2 separate regions of the Mus musculus genome follow, and region 2 is linked to region 1. Evidence: chromatin contacts called from public HiChIP or PLAC-seq data. All regions are on one chromosome and are shown on one strand. Each heading gives the region's core, a stretch centred on a gene start, on an enhancer-like site or on the middle of the called end of the contact. The rest is flanking DNA. Distances are from core to core; before and after follow the strand shown.

Region 1 (4,213 bases), core at 369-2,868:
GCAGGCCTGGCAGGGTCTCCCAGACCGATCCCTGCACAGTCTACTGCCTCAGAATCATTTCCTGGCTCAGTGGTGAAGTGTACTGGCTGATCTTCCAAAAGATCTGGGTTCAATTCCCAGAACTCACATGGCAGCTCACCTCCATCTCTAACTCCAATTTAGGGATCTGATGCCCTCTTCTGGCCTCTGTGGGCACCAGACATGCACATGGTGCATAGACATACAAAATGATAGATAGATAGATAGATAGATAGATAGATAGATAGATAGATAGACAGACAGACAGACAGACAGAATTCTCTCTCGCCACAGGTCTTCTGCTTCAGCCTCCCAAGCCACCTGCGGGAGCTAGGGAGCCTCAAGCCTTCTATCATGGAGGACTAGATATCAACAGGATGGCCTACAGTATGAGGATTCATTAATCTCACTTATGTCCCTAGGGGCAGTAGGCTCAGCCTGTGAGCAATCCCATTTCTTTGTCCAGCTTTGGGATCATAATTCTGGACTGTTATACTGAGCTTAGAACTCCAGGAGTGGCCTCCTGGGCTGAACTCCTAGAGACCACTCTGGAGAAAGCTGTAGGGTTACTGTCCCTGTCTACTCTAATCTCAGCACACTGGAACGTGGGAAGTTGTGCAAAGACATGGGTATCTGTTAAGTTACAATGTACCTAGTAACTCTGTCCCTTTCTACTCTAATCTCAGCACACTGGAACGTGGGAAGTTGTGCAAAGACACTGTATCTGTTAAGTTACAATGTACCTAGTAACTCTGTCCCTTTCTACTCTAATCTCAGCACACTGGAACGTGGGAAGTTGTGCAAAGACACGTATCTGTTAAGTTACAATGTACCTAGTAACTCTGTCCCTTTCTACTCTAATCTCAGCACACTGGAACGTGGGAAGTTGTGCAAAGACACGTATCTGTTAAGTTACAATGTACCTAGTAACTCTGTCCCTTTCTACTCTAATCTCAGCACACTGGAACGTGGGAAGTTGTGCAAAGACTCTGTTAAGTTACAATGTATCTGTTAAGTTACAATGTATCTGTTAAGTTACAATGCACCTAGTAACTGTGGAAGGCCTCTGGGTAACAGCTTCTGCTGTGCCACAACCAGCAGCTTTTCCTTTCCTCCGTCTCCAGCTACCTCGGAACAGGATAGAATCCAAGGAAGGAGGAACCCTCCCCTTCAAGAGCTGCTGCAGGTCTCACTTCCTTCCTCCCAGCTGCCTGACAGCAGAGATGACCTCAGGCTCTGCAGGTGTTTGTTCCATTAACTGGGGAAATGGCATCAAGAGGAACCCTGAAGAGGGTCACGAGGCCTCGTCCACTCTGAACGCATGGGCAGTGCTGGCTGTGCCTCTGGTGAGGGGCGATCAGACAGTGCATGCTCCAAGGAGCTAGCTCACGCCATGGGAATGGGTGTGTAAGCGGGGTTTACAGCCAGGGATTCCAAAGATAACCAAGCTCAGGAAAGTGGTCAGAAACAATGGGGACTGGTATGACTCTTCCAAGGAACTGTCGCCACTGCCAACAAGCGTAGGTATATGTACTCAGAGCGAGGCATGCACCCTGGTAATGCAACCCAGGAGCTAAATCCATACCACCCACATGTAACGACAATCCTTCACTCCCCAAACCACCAAGCCTCAGAAAGGGAGCGGAAGTTCCTGGCAAAACTGGTGTGTGAGTGTCCTGCTGGCAAATATTCCTGGTTTTAAATTAAAATGACTCACCAAAGACCGTCACTTTTCACAATAAAAGCCTTAAGCCTTTAGACGCCTATGTCTACAGAAAGCCATCAGGACCTGCCCTCCTGTGAGATGGCTCAGCAGTGAAGAGCACTGGTTGCTCCCAAAGGTTCCCAGCATCCAGAGAAGCAGCTCAAAACTATCATTTTCTCCAGTTCTAGAAGAACCGATGCCTTGCTCTGGCCTTTTTGGGGCACCAGGCACACACATGGTGCACACGCATACACGGGGGAAAATACTCATACACATAGAATAAAATAAGTAAATCTTAAAAAAAAAAAAAAAAAAAAAAAAGACAAAGGAATATGAGTGGACCCGCAGGTCCAGGGCAGTGCCTGACATTCTCCACTGCTGTACTGAGGCCTCAGAAGTCTCTGCTCTGTGGGGACCAAGGAGTAACGGTGACTGGCTACTACCCAAAGTGCAGGGAGAGTGCACAGCCCGAGGGCTCTCAGGAGGCGGTGGCAGCTCCGCATTAGCTGTTCACCCCATCAAGATCTGTCCAAAGCTCCTGCAGGCTACTCTGAAAAGGAAGCTGAATGGGGGTGCAGGGGGGTGCCTCACAGCTAGATACTTGCCTGAAAGCCCCACAATGCCCTCCTAAAAATCACCAGCACCCCATCTTCCTGCAACCCCAGTGTCTGGCCAGAGGAAGGCCATGTTCCTAAGGCTGCAAGCACTGTCACCGACACTGACAGACAGGATGAGGGGCTCCTCTTTCTCCGTCTAGAAGTCCAGAAAGCACCCAGTTAGGAAAGGGTTCCCATGGCCTTGCCACAGCTGACCTTTGCTGTCCCCATCTTTAATAGCTGCCTTTGTAAACAAAATGGCATCAATCAGGGACAGATTTATTAGACCTCATCAGCTATAAATATCCAATTACCCCCGCAGTACTCTACCTTCATGTGTTTACATCAGCAGCCCCACATACACACACCAGACACGTAACAAGTGAAAGGGCATTGAAGTGTTTGTCATCTGGTAGAAACTAGAAGCAGCCCTTATTTCACAGCCCCACAGTGGTAGCCGGGATGGGTCTCTGGGAAGCTGGACTGCTTAGAGCAAAAGACTGAGACCTAGGTATGGGCAGGGCTAAACTATCGCCATGGAAACAAGTCCACTATTAGCCTCATGATTTGGCAGGAAGAACAGGGGTGGGACCACACAGTGAGAGGTGTTTGATCCACGAGGGACCCTGATCTCCACAGGAAACCCCGCTGGCGGAGCCCAAGGTTGCAGAATAACAGGCGGTAAGCTCATTTGCTTGTTCAGTTCAGGGATAAGGACCATGGGATTCCAGCGGCAGGAAATGTATGGTTGGACACTTAGGTGACTTGCAGGTCTGAGAAAAGCCTAATTGGAGCCTGTCTCAAAGCCTCCTGCACAGCTCCCCACACAGGAGAGGAGGCAGAAGTGGGTCACGTTTTCCAGGCTGCGACTGGATCACCGCAGGCTCCAACTTCACTTGAAGAAGTGCGGGTGCACTGAGTGACCTGGTGCCCTTGCTGCGCCCACCATCTGATAGATTCTGCCCCAGCATAGCCTGGAGGATCAGGCTATGCCCATTAACCCATGAGCACCACGCAGCGACATGGACATCTTTGCCACAGTGCCCTTCCATCTTCCTCTCCCTCCAAATGTGAGAAGTCGCCTCTATTAGCCCTTTGCTCTCTCGACCCTGACACTCTGCCAGGGAGGAGGGGACACTGTGTGCTTTCCCACAACCTGTTGGGCCTCCCTGACCTTGGTCTCTGAGGACAGGCCTAGCACTGGGCAGATTTGGGGAAGAAGAATCTGGCCCCCACCCCATTCTGCACATATTGACCTGCAGCAGGGGTACCACACGCACAAGTTGCTTGAGGAACTCTGTGGGCACAGCAGAGGGCCCCACAGCCCACCCACCACTGTAGGCCTGTTTTTAAAGCTGGCAGCAGAGAAACCTGTCTGGTAGGAAGAGAATCCCGGAGAATCAAGGCAGCGCATTTGTTACTTAAACACACCAGGTGGCTGGGCATGGTGACACATACCTGTAATCTCAGCACTTGAAAGGCAGAGGTAGGTGGATCTCTGAGTGTGAGGCCAGCCTAGCCTTCACAGTGAGTTCCAGGCCAGCCAGAGCTACATAGTGAGACTCAGCCTCAAAGAAAACAAAACAAAACAAAACTATGCCTGAAAACAACACACCAAAAGACAAAAACAAACAAACAAACAAAAAACCAAAAAGGCACCAGGTTGATGGAAAAAGATCTGCAGTGAGAGGAAGCCTCGGGGACCAGACAAAGCAACCCTCAAGGGAAGCAGGTTCCTTCCTTCCCGACAGTGTCACGTAGCACAGGTTGGCCATAACTAGCTCTGTAGCCAAGATGGCCTTAAACTCTTGATCTTCCTGCCTTAGCCTCAGGAGTGCTGGGCTCACAGGAACACACCAGCATGCCCAGCACAGGAACAAGTTCTTCCTAACCG
Region 2 (4,500 bases), core at 209-2,708, 530 kb before region 1:
TCTCTTCCAGAGATCTCTTCCAGTGGCAGATCTCCCTAAGGTTTCTAGACCTGTCTCCTCAATTTGCCACAAACCATTTGGGCTCCTTGTGAGAGAGATCTGCCTCTCAGAGCCAAGGGCCTGAAAACCACACGTGCTTCTCCAAGGCCAACTGGCAATCCGTTCTCCACTCCCAATGTCCTTGTCCAATGTTGGAAACGGTCCCTAAGGGCGCCAGGCAACTAAGGCAGTGGGAGAAAGAAAAGGGTGGTTCACTTCTCAGTAAACCAAGGGAGGCCCCGAGTGGCTGGGGATGGGTAGCCAGGCCGGCTGGCTCCACCTGTCTGACCTGCTCAGCTCACTGCCCCCTCAGGCGGGCACAGCTGCTAGGAGCTGGGCTAGCTGCCAGCACCTACCTGGGCCCCTGCAGAGGTGTGCACTCACCTGTCCCTTGTCCCTCCCCGCCGCCGCTGTTCCTTTGCCCAGGGAAGCAGGCACTGAGTCGTCTCCCTGAGTCATCTGGATGCTGACCCAAAAGCCAGAGGGAGTAAAGGAAGAACAAAGAGGAGAGGGGAAGAGGGGAGAGGGAGGAAAATCCCCAGTCCCACACCTGAGCACGCTAGCCTGTATAGTCAGTCATGCGGGTGAGGCTGGGTGGGGCCTGGTCTGGAAGTTAGCCTGGCCACGGCCATATCTTAGGGCTGTTCTATCTCTGTGGGCAAGCTCTTTGGAGGAAGCAGTTCCACTGTCCATCCATGGGCTGGCTCCGTCTACCACAGACACTGGAATCCACAGAACCTAGAGCTGTCCAGAGACGTGGAAAGGCATGGGCAGTGGCCTTTAGGAGCCCAGAGGCTGTGCCGGGCCTCTTCCCTAAGCTCTGCTGTGAGCACACAGGGCCCATCTGTCCCTCTTGCTCCTAAACTTCAAAAAGAATCCCTGAGTTCTTGGGTGCTGCTGGTTTGTTAGGGGATGGCTTGGTTTGCTGGACTCACCGAGGTGCTGATTGGCATAGCTGGGGTGGGGGACAGGGGCTCTGGGCTGCGAGCATCATTGGCAATTTCCCTGTTACCCAGGATCAAGAGGCCTGAGCAGGCAGATTTCGCTTCTCTTCCCTTTGACCCCGTGCCTGGCACGGGGGTAGCGTCTACACACACAGCCCCGTCTGGGTAGAAGGTCACAGACACAGTGTTTACAACGAAGCCGGATGGATGTCTGACCCTTGGGTTCGGACCATGTGCTTCTGAGCTGTCCAAAGAAGGGGAGTCTTGGAGAGTCACAGCAGAAGAGACCCAGTGAGAGCCCAATGGGGAAGCTGGAGACACACAGAGAGTTTCCCAATAGATGCAGGGTGGGTTCCCAACTGTAAGACTCAAACCGGAAAAACAGACCCCAGATTTCCTAAGGTAGTAGAGAGGCAGAGGAAGGAGCAGAGAGTCGCCCTGATGGAATTCACACAGCAACAGGAGGCAGCTGCCCGCGGCTGGGAGTGGCCCGGCAGGTCTCGGGCCTCACGCAGGGTGTGCCTGTCTGCGAGGAACACTTTATGAAGCCTCAACTCAAAGCCAGCACCTTCGCTCAGCTACCCCAAGAGGAACCGACTGACACGCCAGGCCTCGTTCCAGGAGCCGGTCCTCCACACGGGGTCAGTACCCTGGGCAGGCTCCAGTAGTCCACCTAGGATTCTGACCCCTCTGTTCACATAGTCGGGCTTCTGTCTTTCCCCCACACCAGGCCTTGGATAGAAGGCCTAAAAAAAAAAATCCCACAAACACAACCAACTTCCCTGGCTCTTACATCATCCACCAGACCCTGGGGCTGGAGCCCAAACCAGCAAGACGCTGGCTGGCTGCAGAAAACCTCAGGGCAAGGTGCAGTGCTGCAGGCTCGTAATGGGCTAAGAAAGCACTTACCAGGCTAGGCTAAAGTGTGTGTGTGTGTGTGTGTGTGTGTGTGTGTGTGTGTGTAGTGAGGGGTGTCTACTAGCTTCAATTTAGAAAAAGAAGAATTATGTATTTACATACCAACTCCCATGATAAAGTCATCTGGGATCCCCCCAAGTAGGAAGGCCACTTGTGGTTACAGCTGGTGAGTCAATGAAAACACCCCACCAAGCCAATGAGCTCAGCTTCTCAGGAAGGAACAAAGGAAGCGGTACCAAGCCAGTGGCCGCTTCAGGCACTGAGCTGTGGTCCCAGAAAGCCCTCCGCTGAAGCCTCTGACCAGAACTGCTGCGGAAGACGGTTTGCCTCCCAAGGGGCTCTGGCAATGTCTGAAAACATATGTGTTTGCTGCCCTGGGCGGGGGCTGGAAATGCTGGGCATTCTAGCTCACGGGACAGTCCCCCCAAACAAGGACTTTGATCTAAATGTTAATAGCCCTGTGGTGGAGAAGCTGCCCCCACCCTCTGAAAGCCCCTTTCCTTCTGTGGAATTCACCGACAGTGACTCAGGTGACCCTCAGTTCTGAGGGTCCTTGCTTGTAAGAGCTCCTCCCTGTAGCAAGGGCAAGCCTGTGGGCTCCTTGTCTCTGCAAGGAAACAGACCCCAGCCTGGGGTGATCTGCCAGGCCAACTTTCCTCTTGCCACCTAGTTCCAAGCATCCCATGGGTCTCACTAGTGACATCAGCTGGTTCCCACCACCACCACACTAGTGACCCCACAGCTGGTTCTCACCAACATCCACCATCACACTAGTGACCCCACAGCTGGTTCCCACCAACATCCACCATCACACTAGTGACCCCACAGCTGGTTCCCACCAACATCCACCATCACACTAGTGACCCCACAGCTGGTTCCCACCAACATCCACCATCACACTAGTGACCCCACAGCTGGTTCTCACCAACATCCACCATCACAGCTGGTTCCCACCACCACACTAGTGACCCCACAGCTGCCAGGTACTTCCCAGGTGACAAGAAGAACTTAAATTCTTTGTCTTGATGAAAAGGCCTGCTCAGTTCACCTCATTCCCTCAAGCTTTCTGCACTTCTGAGCTGCACAGTGGCTACCCTGTCAAGGGCAGGAGGCTATGTCTGCTTTCCCAGAGACAGTGTGTGGGAAAACAGAGAGTTGTGCGCACTCACCAGGACCTGCAGGGGCAATCTATGGCAAGGATAGCAGGAGACACCAGTGCTGAGGGTTATACCAGCCTAGAGAATCTCAAAGCACAGAACTGGGTAAAGACAACAGCAGTCTGTCTTGGGACCTGGAGTAGACGGACAGCCCAAAACCTTCATTTATAAATGAATTATTTGGCTTTTGTTTTGCTGTCTCATGTAGCCTAGGCTGGCCTTGAACTCTAATTTACTGAATAGCTGAGAATGACCTTGAACTTATTCTCCTGGCCCCACCCTCCGGGATTACAAGTGTGCACCATCATGCCCAGTTTTTCCAAGTGCTGGGAATCAAACTTGGGGTCTGTACATGCCAGGCAAACACTCTGCCAACTAAACTACACCCCCCCAGCCTCTGCTGACATTTTTTAACTAGTTATGTTATTTATTCTATAATTATATTATAATTATGTTATAATTCTATAACAAGGCATCAGAGGGTGGCAAAGACAACCGATGAGGAGAGGCTGGAGAGATGGCTCAGTGGTTAAGGGCACTGGAAGCTCTCCCAGAGAACCTGGGTTTGACTTCCAGCATTCAGCTGGTGACTCACAACTGTCTGTAACTCTAGATGCGGTGGATCTGATGCCTTCTCTGGACTCCGTGGACTCTGCATGCTGATGGGCGCACAGACATACGTGTAGGCAAAACACCCACAGCTACACACATTAAAATAAAATAGAATAACAAGAGAAGGCTATTGGGTAGCTGTTCCCCCATCCTGGGAATAAATAGGGCTCCACCTGCTTAGGAAACTCCCCACAGGTGTTTGGCTGAGAAAACATGCATCGTTGATCCCGGTCATCGGGTCCCAGAAAACGGCCCCTAAATGGAACTGAGGGCACCAATGGACAAAAGGGATGAGAGGCAGTGCCTAGAGCAGAGAGGCACTCATCTCTAGCTAAGCTCAGGCCTAACTGCAGGAGAATAAGCCTATACTCCACAGAAGGAGACCCAAGAGAGCGGGGACTAGCTACTCACTCACATCTCTACGTCCTCACCACCAAGTGGTTGCCACCACTGCCTGACCCTCAAATCAAGAACTTCCAGCAGGAGGAGATCTGACTGGGGAAGGCCCAGATCTCCACCAAGCCCTGGCAGTTGAACTCTGAAGTTCCCTTTTGAGGTGCAGGCAAATCAGAGAGGCTGCAGTCCCCCAAGCTGGCAGGCATGAATTCCGAAATGAAATTAGCCATGACGTCCCAATGGCGTCAATACCCAGCTACCAGCACACAGAAAGGGCTTATGAGACCTGAATAAAGCCTCTGCTCGCCGCACCGCAGCTACCACACTCTGCCCTCCAGGCCCTTGTGAGCTCGGCGCCTCCGCACACCCAGTCTGCTCTCACCGCACAGGAAGATGGCGTTCCTGAGCTACCCTTGTTGTCAAGGGTCAGGCTT

The links. HiChIP or PLAC-seq counts read pairs in DNA pulled down with a chosen protein or histone mark.
Region 2: a contact with region 1 is called in a FOXA1 HiChIP or PLAC-seq map of pancreatic cancer cells. The contact joins two enhancer-like sites. A contact is called at or near these places in 2 of 39 promoter capture datasets (cranial neural crest and pre-B cells) and 1 of 115 datasets of contacts at active chromatin or transcription factors (pancreatic cancer cells).

What each region holds. Positions count from the first base shown.
Region 1 is chr4:149,525,251-149,529,463 of GRCm38.p6, reverse strand. All of the region lies in intron 1 of Ctnnbip1 (catenin beta interacting protein 1), which reads right to left. Among named protein-coding and RNA genes, the nearest start is that of Ctnnbip1, 9.1 kb to the right of the region's middle. Within about 2 kb of position 1,618, at least 63 of the 459 cell types and tissues checked have an H3K27ac peak or open chromatin away from gene starts, as enhancers often do. A contact at or near this core is called in pancreatic cancer cells, where this site is marked.
Region 2 is chr4:150,057,714-150,062,213 of GRCm38.p6, reverse strand. Gm13067 (a long non-coding RNA gene) reads right to left here. Exons shown (of 7, transcript XR_390962.2): 7 at 3,497-4,500. Among named protein-coding and RNA genes, the nearest start is that of Mir34a, 8.5 kb to the left of the region's middle. Within about 2 kb of position 1,458, at least 160 of the 459 cell types and tissues checked have an H3K27ac peak or open chromatin away from gene starts, as enhancers often do. A contact at or near this core is called in pancreatic cancer cells, where this site is marked.